Regions from separate parts of the Astyanax mexicanus genome. Here region 2 is linked to region 1. The links are chromatin contacts, called in public Hi-C maps. All regions are on one chromosome and are shown on one strand. Each heading gives the region's core, a stretch centred on a gene start, on an enhancer-like site or on the middle of the called end of the contact. The rest is flanking DNA. Distances are from core to core; before and after follow the strand shown. Region 1 holds the start of lgr4 (leucine-rich repeat containing G protein-coupled receptor 4). Region 2 overlaps lgr4 (leucine-rich repeat containing G protein-coupled receptor 4).

Evidence for each region. A called contact is a pair of places that touch in the nucleus more often than the background predicts.
Region 2: a contact with region 1 is called in a Hi-C map of muscle, with 17 times the contacts expected there. The contact joins the enhancer-like site here to the promoter of lgr4 in region 1. A contact is called at or near these places in 2 of 3 Hi-C or Micro-C datasets (both in muscle).

The regions. Positions count from the first base shown.
Region 1 is chr23:7,477,175-7,479,927 of AstMex3_surface, forward strand. It overlaps lgr4 (leucine-rich repeat containing G protein-coupled receptor 4), which reads left to right and starts at 1,376. Exons shown (of 18, transcript XM_049471233.1): 1 at 1,376-2,241. The coding sequence starts at 2,012.
Region 2 is chr23:7,558,709-7,561,461 of AstMex3_surface, forward strand. All of the region lies in intron 5 of lgr4 (leucine-rich repeat containing G protein-coupled receptor 4), which reads left to right. Among protein-coding and RNA genes, the nearest start is that of lgr4, 82 kb to the left of the region's middle. Within about 2 kb of position 1,428, the one cell type or tissue checked has an H3K27ac peak away from gene starts, as active enhancers do.

The sequences.
Region 1 (2,753 bases), core at 126-2,625:
GAGAATAGTGTTGCAGGGTACCATTAAATACCCAGAAATATTTAAGTATATGTTTTTATTGTCTATTTGTATTTGATTATTTTTATTTTATTTTATTTTATAGAATAATTATTTTCTTAATGTTTTCTTAATTTTGAGTTATCTGACCACAGAACAGTTTTTTTCCTTTGGCTTCAGTCAGGGGGGGGGGTCGGGTAGTCGAGTTTAACGCCACATCAGCTTGTCGGCTATTTCGCGGCAGGAAAGGAAAGCCATCGCAAGGCAGACAGACACAGACAGACACACAGACACATCCACTCACACATAAGGGGCAATTTCAATCAAGTTCCAATTAGCCTGACTTATTGAATCTCCTTTGCATGATACAGTTTTCACTTGCATTTGCGGACATTACCCAGTGTTCACAGACAGACAGTGATCTCTGGAAGCTCATGCAGTGCTTTCCATTACAGAATTAGTACAGCCTGTTTTTACTGCAGTGCCGCCAAAGATCACCAGCATCCAGTACTTACCGTCAGCTTTGTTCCTTTTTACACAGATATTTCTCCAGATTGTCTGAATCTTCTGATGATATTGTGTATGTGTATATGTAGATATTATTTTAAGGGACTGAAGGCACTTGCTTAATGTTTAGCAATTAATAATGTTAATTCTACCTATTTTTTATCATATTGTCATACTTCATACTTTACACATAAAATCTATGAAACAGAAAAAGAACAGTCAATACGAATCAAGGCCAAACTGGGACAGTTGCCTTTTTGGCCTCTCTACGGCTAAATGTTTTTTAACATTGTAGTTTAATGTATTTTTATCGCTTTGGATAAAAGCGTCCACTAAAAACAATTTAATGTAATGTTCGACATAAGTATATACTCGTTATCATGATTCATAGTCCATTTCACATGGAGCATTTAGAGCTTTTTTTTTTGCTAAAAAAGAAGAAATGTTCAAAATAATGAAAAAGACGCAGAGCTTTTAGATCTTAAATGATGCAAAGAAAACAAATTCATTTTCATGAAGTTTTAAGAGTCCAGAAATCAATCTTTGGTGGAATAACCCTGTTTTTAATCAGTTTTCATATGTCTTGGCATCATGCTCTCCTCCACCAGTCTTACACACTGCTTTTGGAAAAACGTTATATTTCTCTTGACTATATATTCCAGAGGTTTGCAATTTGGTAAAATCAAAGAAACGTAATAGTATAGTTCTACAGGAATATCGCGATTAGTATGAGTATCGTTGAGAGTGTCGTGCGGTAATTATATATCGTAAGTATCGCGGTGTAATGAGTGAGCTAGTATCGCAGCGGGTGGCGCGGAGCGGGCGAGGGGGAGGAGGGTAGCTCCAGGAGCGGCGGCGGTGGAGAGAGCTGAGCTGAGCTGAGCTGAGCTGAGCTGAGCTGAGCTGAGCTGAGCTGAGCGGTGTGGAGCTGCCCGTGCTTTTCCTTCATAAAATAAACCCGGGGGAGGCGGCTGGAGACGCGGAGTGTGGTGGACGGACGGTGCCGCGCGTTGTTCTGTTATTCTAGCTTCCTACTGAGGAGGTTTCTGGGTCTCGGAGCCCGGTGTGGACCGCGAGTTCGGAGCTGCGGGGAGAGCGGGAGGTGTGGAGCCTGGTTGCGGGGACTGGGCTGCTGGCGGGCGGCTGGAGGTGCGAGCCGGACTCGGTGCAGCAGCATGCGAACCGCTGGCCCTGCTCAGCGCTTAACGTTTACTTCAAGATATCTAGGTTAACTACTAGCAAGGTAGGCGGTCCTGCTCGGTTCTGCTCGGTCCTGGAGGGCTGCTTTAGCTAGGTTAACATTCAGCCAGCCAGGCGGGCACAACATGCCTCTCAGCCCGTAAACAAAGAGCGTTTGGGACCCTGGTAGACCCCCTCCAGCCCGCGGGGTTTCACTGAGATTAAGGTGACCAAACTACTCCTACCTACCCCTACTTTACCCCCACTTTACCCCTAAAACCCGAAACCTCTGCCCAGGACTGGCTAACGCCGTCTTCTCGAAGCTCCAATGCGGTCAAGGACGACCACCATGCCCTCGTTATTAGCGGCGACCCGGCTGCTGGTGCCTGTACTGGTGCTGGGGCTCGGGGTGTTCACGCTACGCGCCGCCGGCCAAGGGCGCTCCACCCCGGCTACATGCTCGCCGCTGTGCCGCTGCGACGAGGACGGAGGGGCGGACTGCTCCGGGAAAGGGCTCAGCACTGTTCCAAACGGACTCAGCGCCTTTACCTACTATCTGTAAGTCTAATAAAAGCCTGGTTTTCTCTTATATTCTCTTCTTTTTCTCTTACGTTCTTTTATAAACACAGATACAAAGTGTGGAGAAAGTCTTTTAAGTTATTATATGCTTCATAGTCCATTTCATACTGGATTTCTTCTTTAAACTATGTTCGTTTTCTACAAGGACAGTATCTTGATGATAAACCATTGGAGTAGTATTGGTTCTTGGATCTTGTTTTTTTCTATTATTTTTTTCACAAATACAAAGTGTGGAGAGAGTTTTGTTAAGTTAATATATGTTTTATAGTGTAATTCATACTGTATTTCTCCTTTAAACTATGCAATGCAACCATAACAAATACTATGCTTTATGTTCTTTGCTATCAGGACAGTATTTTTATGATATCCAATACTACTCCAATGGTTTATCATCTTGTTTTTGTGTTATTAACACGAATAGAAAATGTGGAGTAAGTGTTTAAAGTTATTATATATGAGTCATAGTCAGTTTCACACTTGGTTTCTCCTTA
Region 2 (2,753 bases), core at 178-2,677, 82 kb after region 1:
CACTTTTTGACTCATTTGATTACAGTTTTGTTTACTGAGGCGCTTCCCTCCAGCTTCCCATTAGAAGGGAAATATGGCGACACTCTTGCTCACTTCGATGTAGGCATCCTTACTAGTGTCACTTAATGCGCTTTATAATCCAGTGCACCTTATGTATGAAAATAGATAATACGTATTGATAATAGGGGTGGGCAATATGGCCCTAAGATAAAATCACACTATTTCATGGTATTTTCACTCTTGGCAATATGACAAAACACTTTAAAAAAATAAATAAATTTCAAAAATACACTATACACTGCAAGAAAAAAATATATATTATTACACACAATATAATACTGCACACCCCTAAGTGAGAGATTAAAAAATACAAGAATTTGATCAGATTTGTAACAGAAGTCAATGATCTAGAATGTCATAATACTAATAATAATGCACTCCAAATAAATACCTCCGTATATCCAGAATTAAAATCAAATAAATGATACTGGACAGATATAATCTGTCTCTAGTAGATATATAATGGGAAATGGGACGGGTGATGTGGCACGATATTTTAGGGTATAATATCGTTCACAATATTTTAAAAAATTGACTATATTATCGTGTGCGATACGATATGGCACACCCCTAATCGATAATACATAAAATATGATATAATAAAAATACTGTACACAGATCTTTTCAGATGTTCAGTTTTACAGTAGATCTGTAAGTCTTTTTTTTTTTTTTTAACTCTGTGCCAGTTTACGATTCCCAAACTGTCGTTCCAGTGCCATCCTCCAGTTTGTAGAGAGCAGTTTGTACTGGTGTATTCGTGCAGCGTCTTTAGCACTCCCTCTGTTCACCCTGTTCCTCACTTCCCTCACTGTGTCTCCTATCACACGTCAGCTAAATCCGTCAGCATCCTGCACAAACACCAGGCCTAGGTTGCTCATAAAACGCCCACATGCTCGCACACACACACACAGTATATGTACACACACACAGGCATATACACACACACACACACACACACACACAGTATATGTACACACACACAGGCATATACACACACACACACACACACACACACAGTATATGTACACACACACAGGCATATACACACACACACACACACACACACACACAGGTAAACTGTTGTGTTGACAGAGGGTTTTTTGGAAAGAGTAAAGAGAGAATCCAAAATGTACCCAAGTGTCTTGCAACCTCGAGCAAGAGTTGAGTAGAGGAACTGTGAGTCTCTCTCTCTCTCTCTCTCTCTCTCCTTCTGGAAGCTTCTCTGTGGGTCTGATTTACCAATTACATTCCTGCTGCTGGAAAATATTTGTCTAAGGAGTGGAGGCCAATTAATCCGTTAAGTAGGTTGAACAAACAGGCAGACGTGCACGAGTGCTGATGAGTTCTCCGCTCGGAGACCGCCCGAGCGCTCCACGGTTTGGGTCGGGGTTCTGCTGAGCCGTGCATCTTTTTAATGACTGGAAAATTACAGGAAAACAGACATCTGTTGTCATTTCGGAGCTGATAAATTGTCTATTTGTGCATTAATGTAATGCTGCACAGATCAGCTCCGTAACGCGGGAATGCTGCTGCAGGTATCCCTCGCAATTCTGTATAATTCCTTTTTAGGTTTTGCAGGGCAGTGTAGACTGTTCGTTACTGTTCTGCTCAACACGTTCCAGAACATCGTCTACAGTAGGAGTCGGCAATTAAGTTTAGCCACGCGCCAGATATTTTCCAAGCCATTAAAAAAAAAAATCAGTTTTGAAAAATGAAGTGTAATGGGATGGAGTGCTACAGACTAGTAGCTCTCCAGCCCAGAGGGTTGTTGAACCCAATTGCAGAACAGTTGATCTCAAAGCAGGTAAACCCAAGAAGAAAGGAAAAAATAAATAAACACACCGCTTCTCACACGGGATCAAACCCGTGACGTCAGGGTCGTGGTCCAAAATACTACCACTGCCCCGGCTAGTAAATTATGACACGGCGGGGAAAAAACACCCTTATAAGGAGACAGGGAGCACAAGAACAGGCTGAAACTAAAGTCACGCCGAGTGTGACAGAGAGAGGCAGGGGAGGAATGTAAAAAAAAGCTCACCAGAGAAGCATTTTATTTATTGATTTCATTATTGCCGACCCCCGATCTACAGGCAGAATGTAATATACAGACTAAATGTAATATGCTGTAGGAACGTGTGTGTCTGTAGGATGAGGTCAGTTTCTGTAAATAGTAGGGCTGGACGATATAACCAAAAATTAAGATCACAAATTGCGATACATTATAATTCCGATATAAACAAAAGCTCACGAGAAAAAAAAAAAAAAAAAAAAACACGATGGATGTCTTTACCTATAAACTTCTTGCAAATTACAGGTGCATCTCAAAAAAATTTACTATCTTTAAAAAAATTACTTTATTTCAGTAATCCAAACTCATATATACTACCAGTCAGAGCAGAAACATCCCTCACTATCTTTAAGAATCTCCTAAAGACATGGCTCTTTAAAAGCCATATCTGGACCGAATTAGTTTCTCAGGGGGTCCTGGGGTAATTTTCACTTTTATGGCGGGTCCTCTGTGATTTTATTCCCGTCCGGAACGACCATGTGTTTTTTTTTTTCTCTCAAAGAAAACTACAGGCTGAATTACCTACTGTTTTTTTTTTTCTCTAAACTCGTGGTCCTCCGGTAATTTTAGTCCTGTCCGGACGCACATCTCTGAGTTTCGTCTCCTCACATTTAATAAAATAGCT